Regions from separate parts of the Mus musculus genome. Here all the other regions are linked to region 1. Evidence: chromatin contacts called from public Hi-C data. All regions are on one chromosome and are shown on one strand. The core of a region is the stretch at or near the end of the contact, and the rest is flanking DNA. Distances in the headings are between cores, read along the strand shown.

The links. Hi-C and Micro-C count contacts between places; a contact is called where the count stands out from the background.
Region 2: a Hi-C map of cortical neurons shows a contact between it and region 1, with 5 times the contacts expected there. The contact joins two enhancer-like sites. A contact is called at or near these places in 2 of 484 Hi-C or Micro-C datasets (cortical neurons and embryonic stem cells) and 3 of 115 datasets of contacts at active chromatin or transcription factors (embryonic forebrain, embryonic stem cells and forebrain).
Region 3: a contact with region 1 is called in a Hi-C map of muscle stem cells, with 2.0 times the contacts expected there. The contact joins two enhancer-like sites. A contact is called at or near these places in 1 of 15 datasets of contacts at CTCF or cohesin (the NIH/3T3 cell line), 7 of 484 Hi-C or Micro-C datasets (the C2C12 cell line, brown adipocytes, embryonic stem cells and 4 more), 10 of 115 datasets of contacts at active chromatin or transcription factors (T-cell acute lymphoblastic leukemia, a beta-TC-6 cell line, cardiomyocytes and 7 more) and 1 of 9 other capture datasets (embryonic stem cells).

The regions. Positions count from the first base shown.
Region 1 is chr4:82,539,746-82,543,893 of GRCm38.p6, forward strand. All of the region lies in intron 1 of Gm11266 (predicted gene 11266), which reads left to right. Among named protein-coding and RNA genes, the nearest start is that of Gm11266, 34 kb to the left of the region's middle. Within about 2 kb of position 2,381, at least 38 of the 459 cell types and tissues checked have an H3K27ac peak or open chromatin away from gene starts, as enhancers often do. A contact at or near this core is called in cortical neurons and muscle stem cells, where this site is marked.
Region 2 is chr4:83,181,089-83,185,236 of GRCm38.p6, forward strand. The region is part of intron 1 of Gm46887 (a long non-coding RNA gene); the gene reads right to left. Among named protein-coding and RNA genes, the nearest start is that of Gm46887, 3.4 kb to the right of the region's middle. Within about 2 kb of position 2,418, at least 33 of the 459 cell types and tissues checked have an H3K27ac peak or open chromatin away from gene starts, as enhancers often do. A contact at or near this core is called in cortical neurons, where this site is marked.
Region 3 is chr4:81,968,969-81,973,116 of GRCm38.p6, forward strand. No RefSeq gene overlaps it. Among named protein-coding and RNA genes, the nearest start is that of Gm46886, 37 kb to the left of the region's middle. Within about 2 kb of position 1,688, at least 27 of the 459 cell types and tissues checked have an H3K27ac peak or open chromatin away from gene starts, as enhancers often do. A contact at or near this core is called in muscle stem cells, where this site is marked.

The DNA of each region.
Region 1 (4,148 bases), core at 1,131-3,630:
ATCCCAGACCTCTGTTCGATTTTAGAAACCATGTGTAGTACACATGCAGATGGGTCCCTGAAGACCAGTTGTTAAAGGGAAGCAAGGTAAGAGTCTGGTTTATCCTTAGCCACCTATCCCCCGTGTGCTTGTTCAGATAAAGGGGTCCAGTGGAAGAAATTTGAGAGGCGTTTAGCTCATCTCTTATGAGCAGTAGGTTCCTTTTGTTTTGTTTAAAGCCAGAGGGGAGCGTTTGATTAGGGAAGGTCTGCTGGGTTCAGTCCTGGATCCTAAGACAGGATTCACCCTAGGGAATTGAGGTGCTAGCTGTCACTTTTCCCTGGATGACCCAACCTTCAGTTATGCCCCTTCTGTTCCACTGAGGGCATTCTTCATCTCTGGAGATGGTTTGTGTGGATAGCTGCACCCATGAAACATCCGAAGGCCTTTCCCACCTCCCCTCAAAGATGATGACTTGTTTAAGGTCCAAGGCTCAGAAGTCATCAGCTCCCTAACATTCTGTACTTGTCCTGGAGACTGCTCCTTTGTCTCTGATTGGCCCCTCTCGGCACAGCCTGCAGGGCAGTTTCTCCTAGGAAGCATTCTATCTGCTAAGCCCAAGCTTGAGAGGCAATCCTCCTGCAAAGTGTGGCTAAATTGTAGACAGCATCTCAGGAAATTTTGGGTGAGGAACAGATCATCTTGGCTTCCGCACAGTTTTCTAAACCCAACTCTGTATTGTCATTTTGAAGAAACTGAGGCACGGGGGGGGGTGGGGGTGGGGGGGAGGGGTAGGGGGCAGATTTGACCCAAGGATGTGGGAGGAGCTGAGAGCAGGGCCTGGAGCAGCCTCAGAACATCTTGAGTTTGGAGTTCATTTGCTCAATTTGAAGGAGGTACAGAAGCTGACAATGAGCTACTGTTTAGTGGGTATCAACTGTGTGCCAGAGCACGTGCCATCTAGACATGTTACATAAGTCATCTTCCTAGCAGCTCTGACGAGTCTCATTAGCCCCAGCAAAATGTAAAAGATATAATAGGAAGACAGGCATAAATCAAATTTCTTCAAGTAATATAAAAACATAAACTGAAAGTGAAAGCCTTCAGCTTCACTCTTCCTCCCAAAATACCACCTATAGTTTTCATCTCAGTGGCCGAGTATATACCTGACAAATGCTATCATCTTTCTATGAGTCGAAGAGAAATGCTCTCAAGTAAACACAACATGGCTGCCTGTCTCCAGGCTCAGCCCTTCCCATTGCTCTCTGTGAACTAATAAGATGTATGTGAAATTTGTGAGTGAAACATTGTGATCAAAAAAGTTACAAGACGAGAGTTGATAGCAGCTTTTTGTTTTCTTTCTTTCTTTTTTTCTTTCTGTCCTGTTCAGGAGCCAAAATTGCTACATGTTTTCAGACACTGAGACCATATTAATTATCTGTAATAATTGTATACGTCCTAGGCCTTGTAATTGTATAAACTGTTCCTCTCCAAGCTTCATGACCAAGACCCTAAGGCTGCCTCCATCCTGTGGTAGCCAGGGCTGGGGAATGCCCATTAAGCTATGGCTTTCCTTGACTATCTCTTAGAGTTGTTGGGAGACTTCAATGAGAGATAAGAAAAGGGGCTGTGCAAATTTAAATCCTCTTTCTATAAATGTAATTGCTTTTTTTCTAAGATGTCTTTAGGATCCTCTATGCAGATGGAACAATGGAAAATTGTGTTTTTGTTTTTGTTTTAGGGGGAGCTGTCTCTCTCTTAGAACTGGCTATTCAGACCAGACTGGGCTCAGACTCACAGAGATCTGCTTGTCTCTGCCTCCTGAGTGCTGAGGTTAAAGGTTGAGCTGCCACATACAGCAAATTTGGGGACTTTGCAGAAGGCTGTGCTTTTGGTGGTTGGTGGTTACAGGAGATGCTCATTTATCTGTGGGAACAGGAGTGCAGGGTATCTCATATGGGAAGACGTTAGCATGTGTGGAGTAGATTTCTTCCTGCTGAAGTTGGTTAGGGCACAGAGAGATATAGGTACACTGTATTGAGTGGGTGACCGAGAGTAGCAGAGGTGTGTCCCCCACCCCCCAGATGCTTAGGCCTGTCCCTTTGGTAAGTATTTACTACCAAAAGCTAGTCACAGACTGTTGGGGACACATGCCTGTAAGAGGGTAACAGTTTCCCAGGAACAATTCTTTCATTTATTACGTTTCTTTTGTGAGTAGAAAGAATGAATATGTGCCTTTTCTCACGTGATGCTCATTTTGTCCTGATTTAAAAATTTTTTTTGCTTTGCATCTTTCTTTTGGATCATGATGAGAAGTGACAATAGGCCACTGGTAGGGTCTCCTAGGCTTAGCAGAGACACAGCCATGGGAAGGCCGCTAGTCCTTCCTGCTAAAGCCTGCAGCATGCACACAAGACTGTTTGGAGAATCTGGTGGCCTCTAGGAAGGAAGGAGATGAGATGAAGAAGCCTGGGGATTCAGCTGGTTCCAAGAAATGTGTAAGTAGAGGAAAATCGAGTTTCTTAAGACCAGCAAGGCTTCAGAGCCTGTCTCAAGGCTCTGAAGGACACCAGGACAAAGGATACTGCGCCCTCTGGTGTTAGATTCATATCGGATTCCAGAGAGCTGTGTGGAGACCAGCAGCCAGGAGCTTCCTAAACCAACCACAGAAAAGTTTCTTTTGTTTGCTAAGCACCTTGGAGTGGAATTTGACCTTCCTTTCTCAATTCTGCAGTCCAAGTAGAGACTGCTCTAGAGAGAGCTGTGTGCTGCATGCGGGCTACTGTATTTTATTTGGTTTTCTTTGCATAAAATTTAGGCTAGCAGGACAAAGCTTGTTTAAAAGCAAACCCTTTTGGTTGGTCTGCAAACAATAATTCTGCCTTGTGGGTGATGATCTGGTTTGAGGGGAACCATTTAAAATTTCAGAACCCCTTATTCCTTCTCTTAAAAGTAAAGAGTTTTGAATAAGATGTTCAAGGGCTCCCTTAAGCTCCAGGGTTGAATAACTGGTACACTGAGCCATCTTTTCTCGGAGCCCTGCAAATGGAATTTGTTAATTTCTTTGCAGGTGCAGGCACATTTTAGCATCCAAAGTTTCCTGATTCTGAGCAAAGATTTTCTAAAAGCGCAAAAAATATATCTCTTTTCAGCTCAGAAGCCCCTCACCCTCCAGTCTCAAGTGAAAACCCAGCTAGGAAGCTGGAGAGTGAGCGAGCACCACTCAGTCTCTGCTATTTCTTTTAAAAATAAAGTACTAAGTGTTGTGCTGGAAATTCTGCTCAGTGTCGCATGTGGTAGGTGTGAATACATGCTTTAATTGTTCTAGGCACTAGACCAAAAACTTCTCCAGAATTAGCAGGGTTTTCAGCTATAATCTGGCTAACATTTTTCTGCAAATAGGTATGAAGACCAGACTGAGTTGCCATCAACAATTACAGCTATTCCTCATCTAGTCAGGTGATCAGCCCCGGGGAAGAATTATGGCGCCACTGAGAGTTTTCCACTCCTCAAACCTGTATGTCTTGTCTCTGACGTGAGCAGTCGGTTATGCCTCCAGGCGGCCCCTTCCTTCTGCACTGCCTTTCAACTGTTATCTCTGTGCAATGGGCACAGTTTATTATTATTATCATCACTACTAGGGATCTCATGATTGCCCCGTAAAGAATACTTGAGCAGCAGCCTTAGTTCTGTAGCTATGAAGAGAAAGGGTGCAGTTGTTGTCCCGTATGAGATGGGGTCTGGAGGAGCCGGTCTCCCTCTGAGAGAGGTAAGCCAGGAAAAAGAATGTTACACAAAGCATGCAGATGAGATGCTTTGTGTAACTGACTCCTGCCTCACAAAGGGAAGACTCTGGGTGAGAAGGCTTTACCAGGTGGCTAATGGCAGTGACTTGGAGTACTGTGTCCCCCATTAAAGGAAACAACTGTGTTATGGGCTAAAATGCGTGCTTCCAAAATTCACCTTACCGTTCTAATCCCTTGTACCTCAGAGTGTGGTTGTATTTGGAGATAGGTTCATTTTTTTAAAAACTCCGTTCATTGATTACTTGTTTATTTGTTGTGTGTATGCACTTATGGAGGCCAGAGGACAACTTGTAGGAGTTGGCCTTCCACTTTTTGGGTTCCAGGGATCAAATTTAGACGATGATCAGTTTTGATGATCAGTTT
Region 2 (4,148 bases), core at 1,168-3,667, 640 kb after region 1:
TGACAGAGGATGCCATTCCTTTGGCAGTATTAAAACTAATAAAAGTTGTATAGTGTTGTAAGGCTTGTCCTTGTTGTTTTCTATAGAAATATATTTATGGTTCCTTCTCAACAAATATGTTCATCAGCCCCCAGAAATTCCAGTGTAGGGGGCTGGCGAGATAGATCAGTGGTTAAGAGCGCCAACTGCTCTTCCGAAGGTCCCGAGTTCAAATCCCAGCAACTACATGGTGGCTCACAACAATCTGTAACAAAATCTGATGTCCCCTCTGGAGTGTCTGAAGATAGCTACAGTATACTTACATATAATAAATAAATAAATAAATAAATCTTTTTTAAAAAAAAAAAAAAGGAAATTCCAGTGTAGAGAGCCCTCTCAGCATATCATAAATCTCAACTTGCCAGGACCAAGGGGCCGGAAAGAAAAAGGTCCTCTCAGAATACTAATGTGGACTATTTTAATCATTAAAGCACACACATACAGTAGTATATGTGTGGATGTTCTTAAGACAGATTTAAACACACACACACACACACACACACATCTTCTGGCTTTTGTTTTAGACTATGTGCTGTTCCTTTTCCTTTCTTTTTATTTTGGTTATTGCTTAACTTAAAAAAAAAAAAAGATTTGGGCTAGTGATGGCTCAGAGTTGAAACCACGTACCTCATGCAGAGGACCAGAATTTGGTTCCTGGCACCCACATGTGTTGTTAACAGCTGTCCAACACTCCCTTCTGGCTTCTCTGGGCACTGTACTCACACACACACAACCACACATATATACATAATATATAAAAAAAATTTTAAGTCTTATTTTTTCCACATCAGTTTTAATGGTTATAATGGCTTCCCACAGGAAATTGAGAAGAAAGCGCAAAGATCTTCCCTCTGCAATCCCTCACAGTCTCCCCAGAAGGGTAATTCTGACCCAGGGCGCTACATCAGTTACAACTGGCAATGATATATACATTACAGAGTCATTTCAGTGCCCTAGAAGTCCAGTTACACTACTTCCTATTGGTCAATCAGTTTTATCTTAACAAGAAGAAACTAGGTTTCTAGTCCTGAGGTCTGATGCTGTAAGTTCAACAGAAACCAAAGATTCATCACTGCATATACTAGGTATTCAGAGACCACTGGGATCACCCCTTCTCAGATCGGACACAAGTATTCTCAGGAATAAATTGCCTTTGATTCAAAGAACAAATGAGAGGATAGACTAAACCTGCCTGGAATGACACCCAGGTAATTCGATACGCACATGCTAAACAGTGCATGCACAACACAGGAATGCCAAAAACACATAGAGCCAAGGATCCACAGAGTGGCCCCAGAATAGCTATCACTCCATTGCCAAGGGCTCTGAAATAAGACTAAGAAAGGAACTTTCTTGCTTGAGGTCATCAAAACATTGTTAAAACGAGAACAAGCCTTCCCACAGTGTTCTTTGAAGACCACAGTGTACGCTTAGAAGTGGACGTTTCCTTGGCTGAAAGCCAGTCTCGTTCCTTTCCACTGATCAGATCTCTTGCTGAAGACTGTCTGAAGGGAAAGTGGCCTAGGCATCAGATGACCCAGGAAACTCATCCCTGGAGGTAAAATTGATACCAGTGACCCAACGTTCTGGAGGGCACAGTGAGGAAAGGAAGCACACCCACTTGCCTACCCAGACTCCTTCAGTGCCTGTCAACAGATGGTGAAGATATAGAGCTAAAGGGTAGCATGAAGGTGTGGCCTGTAGGTGTGATCTCAGGTGGACTGTAAGTGTGATCTCAGAGTGGACTGTAGGAGTGACCTCATATTGAGCTGATGGTGTGATCTCAGAGTGGCCTGATAGTGTAGACTCAGAGAGACCTGATAGTGAGACCTCAGAGTGGCCTAAACCATAATGCCTTTGATTGCTCCAGCAAATTCCCAAGTACCAAAAATCTCTGATTTTCCCATTTCAACTCTCTCTTCTTGTTAACTGGAGACAGAATCACCAATAATGTGTGTGGGTTGTTCTTTTTTTCATGCCTTTGTTTACATCTAATGGTGTAGCCTTGTGTTTCAAAAAATATTTTCTCCTTTCCATTACTTTGATGATAAAGATCATTATCACCCCTTCAAAACAAAAATTCTGTACCAAAGCTGGAATACTTCATGAGAGAGAAGGTGCTTCCGTGTTCTTGAGAGCGAACAGTGAAGAGCATGAGTCCCCATTTTCTGGTCTAAGCATGAGATGACAGAAAGTGGGGTCACTCAAACAACTCAGATTGCCCCCGCCCCCTCCCAGAACAATAACACTGGGAGCAGCTTCTGCAGCTCAGAGGAAGCAAGTGTCTCTAATTAGGGAGCAAGAGCAGCTGAGGTAACTATTCTGGCAGCTGAGAAATTGCCTGATTTCTGTTTGTGAAGGTTGCCACCTACTGAGGAGCCTGCAACACTGCACCCGGCCTGAAAGAAAGGGCAGAGGATAAGGAGAAGGCAGGGTGAGGACAATAATACACAGGGGCATGGTGGACGGTGCCCACATGGCACACAGCATAGAGTCATGGTTATGAGAGGGTTCGGGTGGGAAATTGCATGTGGGAGAGGTCTACCTGAGCCTACAGGGCTCCGTGAAGCTTCTCCAAAGGGCTGAGGAGAGAGTGTGAAGCAGAAGTCAGGGGACTCAAACACCGAAGGAAGGAAATAATGGCAGACCCCAGGTGGTGGCAGCACTGGCCATAGAAGACCATTTGCCCTAATAATTTGTATTAAATGATACTTGACCCGGAGGGCTTTTCGAGGATAAATTAGGACACCCCCTCCCCCCAAAAAAGTTGAAGACTCACCAAGGCCTGACAGAAGTGCCCGGCAATTAAGAATCAATGAGCAGGTAAAGATGCCCCTGGGGGAGGCACAGAGAGGTCTTTGTGCTCATAAACACTAGGGAACCTGGAATGTTAAACACACAGGGCTGTTCCTTCAAAGGAAGGGATATACACCCTGCTACCTGCCCAGAGATCTGGAAGCAGACGTAGTTAATAACACGGTGATCTTTGTGCTATATGAGTGAGCTGGGGACCACACCAGACACTCCCCAAAACTCCTATCGTGAGCTTATTTTTCTCAATCTACAGAACTCATCTCTACCGAATGTGTCACAGGTACTTTACAAAGGATTTCAACATAGTCACATCCGATCTTTATTTAGCTTACTTTGTTCTTCAAGGAGGTTTATGTGGGCTTCATTGTGCACATGTAACCAGGAAAGTTTCCACCAAATTGTGCACTGCTTTAATATGCCTAAACTACTCGAGGTCAGATTCCCACAGTTTGGACCAATACCAGCTATTTAGTCGTGCTGAACGAAATTGCATGCTGATCATTACTCTGCTGGATGTGGTGGTTGTAGAGAACACACACACACAATCCAATCAGAAATCTCTGGACAGAGCTGGCTACTGTGACTCACACCTGTGATCCCATGTGTTCAGGATGCTGAGGCAAGAGGATTGAAGTCAATTTCAAGGCCATACTGGACTGCATAGTAAATTCCACGTCAGCCATGAGTGAGAATCCAGTGGCTGTGGCTCCCTCAAGAGCCAGCCCTGTCCCCTAAGACACGAAAGGCAGCAACTGGCCCACAGAAGAATGTCCCCATGTTTCTAGACCATTCTCTTCTTTTAAACATCCCATGTTTCTGTTGCTAACATCAATGGATCGGAGGGGTGGGGAGAAATACTCCTGGGGCCAACAGAGCAGCAGAGAAAGCATGCAAGTGCTAACAAGGACTCCAAACTCCAGGAAGAGCGTGAGGCAAACAAGTTAATCTGGGTGAAAAGAGACAGGCAAGAGCTTTTTACTAAGGAAACCGGGTTTTGGCCAGTACAGTAGTTTATTCAGAAACCTCGGGCCTAGTTCCACTGTGAACAGCCATATTTGTTTGGGCAAGTCACTTCAATTCTTAGTCTCAAAGAGAAGGCCCTGAGCACAATGATAAGAAACAAATGCCCCTATGGTCGTTTCCCAGGGTTTGCCGACACCCATCTTTCAGTCTTGTGCAAGGGAGGGCCCAAGGAAGGGAGGTAAAAGGCAGACAACTAGAAGCTAACTACTGGAGCCTCCCTACGCTGTTCATATGGCTGGTGCTGAACTTTCAGATCCCAAATAGGTCATAGG
Region 3 (4,148 bases), core at 438-2,937, 570 kb before region 1:
AAGCGTCTCTTTTTATTCACCTGCTCATTTGTCCAGTTGGTCGTTCTCTCGCTCATTAAAATATACAGTCCAAGGGGATAGAGGTTTTCTCTGTAATGTATTAGGTTTTACCTGCTCTTAGGAGGCATCCAAGTCCATGAATGTTTGTAGAATGTGAAAGAGACCATTGATTAGTGATAAGTACCCATCTATAATCCTATACACACACACACACACACACACACACACACACACACACACACACACACACATATATATATATATATATATATATATATATATATATATATATATATATAATTTTTACTAGATAATACTCTTATGTACTCAACAATCATAATTTTAAAATCTACATGTTTATCCTAATGTGCGTGCGTGTGTGTGTGTGTGTGTGTGTATATATGAATACTACAATACTGGGGTACTGGGGAGTGGTAGTCTCTGGAACTGAACCTAGAAACCAGTTTATATTTCTTCTATGACAGGGCAGCTGTCTACCTGTTCATTTCTTTTGTTCATAAGATGACTGTCATTCTCCCTTACCCTAGTCTGATTTAGAATCTGCTCAGTAGCTGCAGCCCTCTTTACAGTTCATACCTACCACTTCCATGTGCCTAGCCAGTGGTAACTATGCACGATCTGATATCTGATATCATTATGAGTCCTCTTTACAAAGTTTGGGGTCTGGTAATTCAACTTTCTTTAGAGTCACTAGTTTAACTCCTTACTGAAACATAGGACATTGAGCCCTATCTCCAATGGTATAAACCCTCCCAAAGCAAACCCACAGATCTGATATTCCACAACAATGAGTTTGAGGCCACACATGAGGCAGCCACTGCTGGCCACATCCCAGCTGTGCTGCAGAAGGGTGACTAGCAGCCATGGTTTCCAGCTCAGGCTTCTGTAAGGCATCTCCAGAGGCGTTGGCAGTGTTAATTGCTAGCTCCTTCTGGCATGCCAGCCATGCTTCTTCATCGGGAAGACCATGCCATGTGCAAATAGCCCCCTGTGGTACTGCGACAGAACCCACATTTGGCAGCAAGCAGCAACATTTTAAAAGATGTTTTATTTGCTTTAGAGTTAGGTTCATTATGCCCTACCCCATCCTCCTGCTGACATTTGGGGACTGAAATATGTTTTTTTGTTTGTCTTGTTTTGTTTTTGTTTTTCCCATTTGTGGTGGGATTTCATCAGGTTACAAAGTTCTGTGTCCAGTGAGATTGTTGCAGAAGGGAGCCCATAGCTGAGTGTATGGACTAGTGTTTATATTCAGGAGTGTGGGAGCAAGGAGCTGTTACATGGGAAGGGAACACAGTGGGAAAAAGAATCTTCCTCTTTCTGAAGCCTGTGACTGACTTCCGTTCTGCAGTACTGCCCCACATGACCTAAGTCATTCTCATATCATTTTAAATTCTCCCTGTAGAGCTCCTCAAAGGGAGCCTTGGTTGTGACAAGCAAGCTTCTGTGGCTGACTTCCTGTAAGCAGAATCTCCACATCATTTTTCTGCCTGATTTAACTTGATCCTTCAGTAACCGGGATTTAGCCAGCTACTCTATGAAACGACACCAAGTCACATTCCCAAGGTCCGTAATATGCCATTCATTAGGATGACTCTCTTGGCATCCACTGTGGGTGTCCTCTTGCTACACCGTAAGACCTAGGGCAACAGAAAGAAGCCAAGCCACTGAAACAGCTGCTGTAGGAAGCGCTGTGGTCAGAGGGCCAACGCCAACGCCAAAGGCATGCAGCAACTGAAATGCAGATGTTCGATTTGGCAACACGACATGGCATGTGGGCCGTTCTGAGTCAGTGAACCAAGTGGGGTGACAAGGGTTTTCTTCTTACAGAGTTTGTCCTGAGATTGAAATTGCTAGATTGAATTCTCTTACTTCAAGAGATTAACTGATTAGCTACTGGGGACTCATGCAGTGAGAACATTTTGTTCTTTCTTGTCCCTTTCGTGGGATAGATCTTCAGGTGGAACAAAGAGATATGTACTCAACAGTCCTGCTTCATCTGAAAAGCCACCACTGGGGAGTCTCCCAGACACATGTGAAACAGAAACTCTTTGTTCTTGAGGCTCATAATCTAAGTTTCCTATCTTAAATTAAAGACAGGAAAAATAACACAAACAAACAAACAAACAAATCTCATACTCATCTCCAAGGTTGACACTTATACTACTTAGCTCTCCTAAGTTATATGTGCCTTCCCTAAAGTTTAATAGAAAGCTCTAAATTCTTCCACAAATTTCACATGCTGAATTCCTCATTGTTAGCACCTCAGATAATTATCTTATTTGGAAATTGAGTCAAGAACATGTATATGTATGTGTATGTGTATGTGTATGTGTGTGTGTATGTGTATGTGTATGTGTATGTGTGTGTGTGTGTGTGTGTGTGTGTGTGTGTATGTGTATGTGTATGTGTATGTGTATGTGTATGTGTATGTGTATGTGTATGTGTATGTGTATGTGTATGTGTATGATCAGTGTAGTTGAGATAAGGTCACAGTAGAGTCTAATGTGTATCTTACCTCATAAGATTGTTATCCTTATTAAAGGGGATATTGACCAGAGACATGTAGAGAGAACAGCATGTGAACAGAAGGGCAGAGATAGAGCAAGGAACACCAAGAATGCCAAGGAATATCAAAGTCACCAGCAAGTCACCAAGAACTAGGGGGATTAAAGGTGTGGAGAGGGATTTTGCTTCCTAAGGAGGGACCAAACAAAGTCACCACATAGGAGTACACTATAGTATTCTGGGACTATTTATGAGAGAGGAAGTTTCTGTCCTTGATTCTGTTTGTGGTGCTTGTTATAGCAACCTTAGCAAACTAATTCATACAGTTATTGCTTTCTGGTCTGTGGGCCCCCATCGTTCAAATTAAAGTCCTTGGGCTAATTCTCTCCACTAATTTTCCACACACGCTTTAGGGATTAAAAAGTTGAAAATGGATGTAGAAAATGAACAGATCCTGTTACACCGTTTTCAGTATCTTTTCAGTGTATTTAACAAAGCTATTGGTAAACCCTATATGAGTCGAAAAGTCAATGCCCTTTCGAGGCCACGGAAAAGGAGGATTTTAAGGCCACGGAAAAGGAGGATTTTAAGAAGTGGTGACTTTGAAGCAGGTATTGTGATATGATGAGACTTGAGTATACCGTGGGGCTTGCTCTGAGAAACAGGATCTGTAAGATGATAAAAGCCAAAGGCGACTCAGTGTGTTATGGTCAGAATGGAAGGGTGCCTCACATATACTAGCTCCAGAGGTCAGAGAAACACCATTTGTGTCTATAGTAGCTAACATCCCTCTTTTTTTTTTTTTTTCCAGATTTAGAAATGAACCGGAAACTTCAGAGACTAAGTCTGATGGGGAGAAGTTTCTACCCAGCTTGTAGGTAACTGAGTAGTCCAGGAAGTGGGCTCTAGGGAATGCTGTGCTTTTCACTCAGTCTGCTCTTCAAGAACGAGACACATGTGCCCTTCTATGCCAAGAATGATGGCTGCCGAGGGCTTACTGCTGACTCTTTTAGCATTGCCTGCACTTGAAGGGAAACTCCCTTACCTCAGGTCACATTCCATCTATGGGACAGCATACATACAAGGAATGCAAAGCCACCAGACAACATCATAACTCTTGTTTATTGATATCTCACTGTGTCCTGTGGCAGACACATTCCGCTTTGAAGTTCAGGTGCTCCATGTCTTAAACACAGAGTTAAATAGGCAGAGTAAAAATTATCCAAATAGTTAAGTGGAAACATTGGAACCTATATTAATTAACATTTCTTTCTTGAGACTTCATATTCTGTCCAGTAAACTATAGTATTGTACAGTGGCCATTGATTTAGTGTGTATTCTGTTCAGGAGGATATAAAACCCCTTATTCATATGTCCTCTCTAAGATGGCACTTAAAATTCCTTTAGAAAATACCCATCCCTGTAATTCAGTGGTTCTCAACCTGTGGGTTGTGACCCCTTTTGTGGATCTAATGACCCTTTCACGGGGGTCACTTAGCACTATTGGAAAATACAGATATTTACATTACAATTCATAACAGTAGCAAAATTACAGTTCTGAAATAACCACAAAAATAATTTCATGGTTGGGAGTCATAGCAACAAGAGGGATGACATTA